Regions from separate parts of the Hordeum vulgare genome. Here region 1 is linked to region 2. Evidence: chromatin contacts called from public Hi-C data. All regions are on one chromosome and are shown on one strand. Each heading gives the region's core, a stretch centred on a gene start, on an enhancer-like site or on the middle of the called end of the contact. The rest is flanking DNA. Distances are from core to core; before and after follow the strand shown.

Region 1 (4,227 bases), core at 523-3,022, 55 kb after region 2:
AATCCAATAAGAAAGAGAGGTTGTTGCACTTATTGTCTCCGAAGTTGAATAAGTGAGGAATATTTTATTAGATAATTTTGTATTCAAAAAACTCGTTTCATCCACTCACAGTCTATCTTAGTTGAAGAGATTTGAGGTTTGAAAGGAAGTAGTTGTATATGTATAGATTATGTGCAGCGTTCACCTTCTGCAGTGAAAGAATTAATAAAGGTATAAGTACATGCAACAATGTGATATGTAGTTATGTTGCACAGTGTTTAAACTGTCGTCGAGCGTTGGCGGCAGTTTGTTTCCTACCGGATCAAGGACAGGGCCCAAACCGGCGAAAGCTCCATCTGAGGTTTGTCTTGGATCTCCATTTTTTTGTTTCTATGACCACGATAGATTGCTACACGATATGGGCGATGTTCACTATGCTACCCGCTTGAAGACAATTGACTTGGCTCATTCTTACGTGATCCAACTGATAATATAACCAGTATATTTGAAGAATAAATAAATTAGCTAGTGCTTTACCTTATCTTTGAATACCTATATTTTCTTTTCTTTTCTTTTTTTACTGATCACTCATGCTGGACGGAGTTGGTGGATAATCTTTCCTTCTTATAAAGGTTGGAGTTGGTGGTGAGTCCATATGTGAAACCATATAAATAAACAAATGCACTTCTATCAGCATGTGAGACTAGCAACCTTCCAAAAGATGTAATAAACAAATGGTATTGTTGTGAGACATATGACATCCCAGATAAACAAGTAGCTGCTATCCTAATATGAGCATAACACTTATAAAAATACAAACTTTAAATGCATACGATTCCAATTCAAAATCATGGTCTTAATTTCTCTATCCAATCAATTCATCCAGTTTTATAGCATAATAGAAGAGAGTGGCCACATTGCAATTTCAACATGGTCATAAACGCTGTCCTCCTACAAAATCCATGACCTTGTGCACTGAAATTACTCATGTCCCTTCGCCTATGTTTCAGAATTTAAAATGTTATCTCACTGTAAATGTTGCAAAGGACCTACAATACTCTTAAAATCATCAGTGACTATAGCATGACCTTTTGTTATATTTACGTTCCCTTTTTAATCATAAACCATGCAATAGACGTAAGACATCATCATCTTTGGATGATTTCCTAAGCCAATAGTATCACATCATTGTTTTTATGGCTTCGTACCAAGGCACGGGCATTGTGTTAGTAGTCCAAAAGTTCTTCCCTCTGCTCCATCTTTTTTAGGGGAATTCATCTTTTTATTAGATGGTATAAAACCGGATCGAAGTTTTCTGCAAAGAAAAAAGAATAGTAAAATCGGAGTCCAATTGCAGGGGCGTCGTCTCTATCTTCGTCCTCCTTGACCTCACTCTGCGTTCTTCATTGCTTATTGCAACGTTCCGTTACATCCTGAAAAGAAAACTTCAGTTATAGTCTAAAATTATTCAGATGGAAATATAAACTTGGAATCATGTGTGAAAGCACTTTGTCGTACATGCACTATGAACCGTCTCCATCTGCAAGGCTACCAAACATTTTATTTCTCCTCGAAATGCCATCTTCCCCGTTTCCATTTCACATGAAGCCCTACGAGCCAAATGCGTCGACGTTGACACTGTACTCGACTTGCACGTACGGGCTACGCACGCCCAATTTATCTGACCACCTGACCAAATCAAAGTACGTGCGCCTGGTCACCTGGTGAGTGCAACGGCAATCTGTCCCTAGCAACTAAATGGGGGTAGCCAAACTAGGGAAAACGCTATGGCTGGAAAGGGATGCATGCATGAGAGGCTGGAAAGGGATGCATGCATGGGCTCAACGACCGTCGATGGTCTAGATTGCAAAATCACTAATTGAGGAGTATTTTTTTCAAAACTTATTTCCATATTTTCATGGTGCGACAAGTTGCATACTGCATGTGTTTCACTTGTCGTAACTGGGATTTTTCTCTTTTTTTAGATACGTATTTTTAAAACGTTTTATCTCTTAAATCATTCGTCCAAATCTTGATTTATTTTTGCTTTTGAGTTCTTCACGTTGAGATCTTTAAAACTAGATACCATGTTGATAGATTTTATTTTATTTTCACGAAAAAACCGAACGAGAAAAAACAGATAGAATAGAAGAAAAAGCAAACGCGTTTTTTTCGTTTCCGAGAGGGATGCCTCTAGTGAAAACAAACTCGTGTCTTTCACGAAAAAAACAAAAAAAAATATTTTTTCGTTTTCGAGAGACACGTCCGTGTCTCTCGCGAAAACAAAATCGTGGCTCTCATGAAAAATTACACTTTTTCGTTTTCGAGAGGCACGCCGTGGAAGCAAAGCCGTGCCTTTCATAGAAGCAAAACCATGCCTCTCGTAGACAGAAAAAAGAGCAGAAAATGTGTTTTTTTTTAATTTCCGAAAGACACGGCCATGCCTCTCGCGAAAGAAAAAACGTACATCTCTTAAAAACAAAACCGTGCTTATCACAATGCATTTTTTTCACATAAAAAACGAAGAAAAATATCTCCATCGAAAAGTTAAGACGGACTGATGTAAAACTGAAACAACAAAAAAAGAAAAATAAACATTCTAAAAAAGCGAAAGCACGTGCAAAAAATAAAAAATAAAATCCAAAAAAAACGTTCAGAGCGTGACAAATGACGGTGGGTGAGAGCGCGCCAAATGACAGCACGTGAGAGCGATCCGGGAGGCTCGGAAGGAGTGCTCCCTAACTAGTTGCTCCTTTGAGAGCATCTCTAGCAGACCACGTAAAAGGACCGAACCCGCAAAATTCCAACGAGTATATGGGTTTGGCCTGTTTTAGTGGCCAGAACAGAAACCGTATCGCGCATCTGGCCCATAAATTTTTTACCGCGGCCCGCAAAAGTCCTCTCCAACCGGCATATATGGGGTTTCACAACGCGTTTACGGATCAAACCCTATCCTCCGCCGCGATTGAACTCCAACTGCGCCCTAATTTCTCACCGCCGAAGAGATAAAAAAAACCACCAGCGGGTCGTCCCAACCATGGACGACCACGGAAATGGAGGGGTTGACGCCGAGCGTCGTCGCTGCCGCGCCTCCGACGCCGCACACAAGCGGGGATCACGGAGGTGGCTGAACTATGGCCTCCTACAGCCGCCGACTTTCGAACGCCACGAGCTCGAGGAGTACGAGCGTGAGAACACATGCGTTGGGAGTACGTCCGCAGGCGCCTCGTCCTTGCGGACCATCACTCCGATGAAGAGAAGGGCGGAGGAGCTCGGGCCGCTCGCCGTCAAGCTCGAGGATGACGCCGGCCAGCTGCGTGGAGGGGTCATCGGCCCCGAGGTCTACCTGCCCCTGGGGCAGGAGGATCACCTCATGCGCGCCATCATCGAGCGATCGGCGAGAAAGGTGGCGGAGGACGCCGCGTGCAACCGTCGCGAGCTCGAGATCGAGCAGATCTTCCTCGAGCAAGGGGTCACGACGTCGCAGGCAACCGCGTCCAAGGAGGCGGACCTGCACGTCCTGAAGGCCGAACAGGACAAGATCTGGATCGACCTCGACTCTGACGAGGACTGAGCTCCTCCGGCTCCTCCGCCGCGTCGTTGCCGCTGCACCTGTCGTTTTTGGTAGCATTGGCTCGGGTACGCTGCAGGCCTGTAGATCCCCTTTCACTTACCTAGTAGTAGTATGAAGAACTTATGTTGTTTGATGAAGAACCATGTTGTAGTTTGATGAATGATGTAGTAGTTGTTTTCCACGAACCTTTTTTTAATTGTTAAGTTTCATATACGAAATCTGATCTTTGATGCATCAAATGGTCCTGCAAAATCGCTTCGCAGCGACCTATTGCAGGTCGCTCTTTTGCGGGGTGTGCTTGAGATGCTTTCAGAATGGGCTGGCTTGGTATGCGACGTTTCCTTGTTTGTGGGCCCGACCAATGAAAGCCCGACCTTCTCTTTGTTTGTTTCTATTTCATCCACACGGGGGGCCTGTCCGCCCAAGACAAACGGGCCTGTTGGAATTGGATTGCTCCAGCAGTCTATATCTCTGTACAGTTTTTCCACTGATCATCATGGAGTAAGTTCATCTGAAAAATAAATAAATAATGGAGTAAGTATATCACGAGATTGAGTACTAGTATGAAAGCCATTTGTCTTACATGATTTGCACGCTCTATCTATTCACTATTCTCTGCATGTCAACCTATCGGACTTTTCCCTTTCCCAATCGGGATCCTCTCTCGTTACCAT
Region 2 (4,596 bases), core at 444-2,943:
AACAAGAATCTGGAAAACAATGTTCATGGTTTGGAAAAAAACCTTAATTTTTTTGATGATTTTGAAAAAAATACATCAATTTAGAAAAAGAGTTCATCGATTTTGGAAAGTTAATTTTTTTCAAAAAGAGTAATCAATTTTGAAAAACTCTTTAACAAGTTCATGTATTTGAAAAAGATTTCATAGATTTAAAAAATCACAATTTTCAGAATATTTAATTGTTTTTAAAAAAATCATCAATTCTGGAAACAAAACATTTTTGGAAACATCAATTGATTTGGAAAAACGTTCTCGTATTTAATAGTAAAAAAATCGTCAAGTTTGACAAACAAACATCAATTTTGGAAAAAGTACATAGATTTAGAAGAACAAAAATCACAAACGTAAATTAGGTACATCAAACCTCAAAGCATGAGGTCACCGGTTTGATTAGCAGGACACTCGGCATGTCTACCTATTTCTTTGATAAGTTTGATTTTCATTTTTGGTTTCAATTCTTTTCCTATTATTATTTAGTTTCATCTACCTTTTTAATTTTTGCAAACATTTTTCAATTTTTTTTGAAATTATGAACATTACTCAAATCAACGCATATTCTCTTTGAAATCATGAACATGTTTTCAAATTTTGGATATTTGTTGAACTTATGGAGAAAAAAAATCAAATTTGCGAGCTTTTTACCAAATTCATGGACATTTTTCAAATAGATGCCGAATGATTAAATTTGTTCAATGTGTATACTAAACTTTCATATACATGTCGAAAATTTAATCTGAATATATGTTGAAAACTTCTCGAATGCACACTGAACTTTTTCAAAATGTTTGCCAATTGAAAACAAATCATGTATTCAAAAAACGATCATGAGTATAAAACAGGTTCGTAAATTACAGTGTATGGTCCACCAATTTCCTAAAAAAATCAGCAATTGCTAAAAAAATTGATTTAACAACAATGTTCATGGTTTTAAAAAATGTTTAAATCATTGTAAAAAAATATGTATCGAAGAAAATATTCATGTATTCAAAATACGGTCATGGTATTATAAAATATTGATGAATTTGGAAAATATTCTTGTTTTCAACAAAATATTCACAACTTTTTAAAAAGTTCATGATTTTCATTTTTTTTCACAATATTAGACAATGGGTACAAAAATATCAATGACTTCCGCAAGAAACAAAAATAAAATGAAAAAATAAGGAAAAATGAAGAAAAACAAAACGGTAAATAAACAAAAAGGAAATACTTAAATGAAAAAAGGGAAATGTATAAACCGGCTTTGGGAATATTGTAGAACATTTCGAAAACTGGTGGGTAGAAATCGAAATCACTTTTTCACGCTCACGTGTCGCAACGCCCGATTCCTATAAGCAAAGCGCCGTGAAAAGTTATCCATGTCGGATGCAGGGCCATGCATGTACTATCATAATTTCTTCCCTCCCGTGAGTTTCACCAATGGGCCCGCATCCTCGTACCATGTTTTCTGTCCCCTGATTTCAACACGTGGGGTGGGTGGGGCCGTCGTAAAAAAGATCTCGTGTCATGCTAAGTTAGCTTAGAATGGAAACCCCGTCGTGTCGGAAACCGAGCGTTTCAACGCGCGAGCACGAAATAGCATCCCTCGATAGAAATCCCTAAAAAGAATGGTCCAAAAAGGCGTGGATGCATTCGGTGGGTAGGAGCGAGATTTATATTAGGGGACATACACGCCAAATATGATTATGTGTCGCTCGTTAGTGACCTAGCGCGTACCACCTACAGCGTTCGGATTTCTTTTGGGCTGGCCCGTTGGGAATTGTTAACCACTATTTTTTTTTATTCCATGCTTTTCCTTTCCGGTGTTTTTTCTTTTTTCTTTTTTCTGTTTCTTTCTCTTCAGTTTTTTTCTTTTTTTCTCCCCTTCATTATATTGTCATTCCTTTTTATCTTGTTTTCAAATTTGTTATAATTATTCCTCAACCGTGATTTTTCTTTAAACGTAATGAACCCTTTCAGAAGATCTATCTTCCAAAAAGGTTCGTGATTTTGAAAAACTGTTCACGGTTTGACAAGTCTCTTCAATCAACAAACATTTTTGGCCCGATGAACTTTTTTTTATTACATATACATTCTTAAAATTACCACATCATTTAAAAATTCATGACAAAATTTTAATTTGTGATCATTTTTAAATTTCATAAAATTTATTGAATACACAAAAAACGTGAGCTATATCTGATTTCCTAAACTGTTTTGAAAATCATAAACACTTGTTGCATACGGGATTTTTAAGTAAATCCTCAAGATTTTATGGAATATATGAACATTTTATGCTTGATTGCGCATACCATACACACATTTAATAAATTTTGTGACTTTTTTGTAATAAAAATTAGAATAGAAAAGAGATCCCAAAAAGAAAAAAGAAAATGAAAAGTTCAAAATTGGAAAAATAGAAGGCCCGTCAATGGAACACAACAAATGTGCGCGATGCGTCTCCTCCAAGGGTGCAATATGTCGAATAGGACCTCCCAACGAGCTACATACGTGCCAAAAAGGAGATGCCGTATTAGGAGGAGACGCACATCGCACCCCCACGCTTGCTAGCACGCCATTTCGACCAAGGCACATGTAAAGGCGCCCTATTTTTTTACTTACCTTATGTTTCCTTTTTTCCTTTTGCGTTTCGTTAACTTTTCTAATTTTAATAGTCTGGGATTTCAAATAAGTTCCTAAAATTAAATAAATTGATAGTTGGGAAGAATGATACTTTTGCTTATTCAAAAGATGTGCATGAATTTTTAAAAATGTTTCTAAATTGAAAAAATTCAAAAAATCAATAAATATTCATAAATTGAATAAATTCTCAACATTTTTGAAAAAACATATTCAGATATGGAAAATATTTAGTATTTTAGAATAATTGTTCAAAAATTCAAAAAACTATCATGATTTAAAAAAAAAAATTAAACAATTTTGGAATAAATTGTAAACAATTTTGTAATTTAAAATTATGATGAAAATTTTATAAACTTGAAAACTTTTGTCAAAACACTTAATAAATTCAAAATAATTGATATTGAACACAAATTCCACCCTACATAGTTTTATAAATAATATTAAGCTTTTCTACAACAAAAACATTTCTTATATTTGTGAAGAAAAAATTGAATATAGAAGAAAATGAAATTCTAGTCTACGTTTTACAAGTGTAAATAATATTTGAAAGAAAGAACATTTTACTACAAACAGTATTTTAATTTTTGCAATGCTTAAAAATAATAACTAAATTATAAAGGGGAGATATGAATTAACAAAAATAGAAAAGAAAAATGAATAAATGTAAAAGAAAAATAAGCTTAGGCCTTGGCCCAACTAGGGGACGACATCGACGGGGGCATTTGTTAGACTGGCTCAAGTTGTCGCGGATTGAAAAATGTTTCATCAATTGTTAACGAATTTGAAGAAAAATTCATGGGATTTAAAAAAGTTTGTAAAAGTTAATAAGAGTTAGTGAATTTGAAAATAGTTCATATATTTGAAAGCAAAGTTTGCGATTTTAAAAAAATGAAAACACTCAAAATTGGGATTTTAAGTGCAAGTAATCCTCGGATGGTTTTGGTAATTAATAAGGAGATATAGTTCATTGAACTATTGTTTTAAAATTGTGGATATATATCATCATGATTGTCTTCTACTTAGAATCTTTTACACATGAGAGAAGTTACATCTCTAATTGATATCCTCTTTTCTTTCGCGTCCATCGTTGCATTTCCTTTTTCAGTTTTTTGTGGCTTCGTGAAAGGATTTGTCTTGAGTGCATATCTTATTTTCCTACATCTTGATGCACTCTTTGTTGGGGAACGTCGCATGGGAAATAAAAAATTTCCTACGCGCACGAAGACCTATCATGGTGATGTCCATCTACGAGAGGGGATGTGTGATCTACGTACCCTTGTAGACCGTACAGCAGAAGCGTTAGTGAACGCAGTTGATGTAGTGGAACGTCCTCACGTCTCTCGATCCGCCCCGCGAACTATCCCGCGATCAGTCCCACGATCTAGTGCCGAACGGACGGCACCTCCGCGTTCAGCACACGTACAGCTCGACGATGATCTCGGCCTTCTTGATCCAGCAAGAGAGACGGAGAGGCAGAAGAGTTCTCCGGCAGCGTGACGGCGCTCCGAAGGTTGGTGATGATCTCGTCTCAGCAGGGCTCCGCCCGAGGTCCGCAGAAACGCGATCTAGAGGAAAAACCGTGGAGGTATGTGGCCGGGCTGCCGTGGAAAACTCGTCTCAAATCAGCCCTAAAAACTCCGTATATATAGGTGGGAGAGGGGGGACCTTGCCTTGGGGCTCAAGGAGCCCCAAGGGGGTCGGTCGAGCCAAAGGGGGGAAGGACTCCCCCCCAAACCGAGTCCTACTTGGTTTGGTGGGTGGAGTCCTTCTTTCCTTTCCCACCTCCTCCTTTTTTTTCTTTTCTCTTTGATTTTTCTTCCAATGCGCATAGGGCCCTTTTGGGCTGTCCCACCAGCCCACTAAGGGCTGGTGCGCCACCCTCAAGGCCTATGGGCTTCCCCGGGGTGGGTTGCCCCCCCCGGTGAACTCCCGGAA

What was found. A called contact is a pair of places that touch in the nucleus more often than the background predicts.
Region 1: a contact with region 2 is called in a Hi-C map of leaf, with 4 times the contacts expected there. The contact joins two enhancer-like sites. A contact is called at or near these places in 2 of 6 Hi-C or Micro-C datasets (leaf and seedling).

What each region holds. Positions count from the first base shown.
Region 1 is chr2H:587,518,904-587,523,130 of MorexV3_pseudomolecules_assembly, forward strand. No RefSeq gene overlaps it. Among protein-coding and RNA genes, the nearest start is that of LOC123427482, 47 kb to the right of the region's middle. Within about 2 kb of position 1,773, at least 1 of the 3 cell types and tissues checked has open chromatin away from gene starts, as enhancers often do. A contact at or near this core is called in leaf, where this site is marked.
Region 2 is chr2H:587,463,783-587,468,378 of MorexV3_pseudomolecules_assembly, forward strand. No RefSeq gene overlaps it. Among protein-coding and RNA genes, the nearest start is that of LOC123427482, 100 kb to the right of the region's middle. Within about 2 kb of position 1,694, at least 1 of the 3 cell types and tissues checked has open chromatin away from gene starts, as enhancers often do. A contact at or near this core is called in leaf, where this site is marked.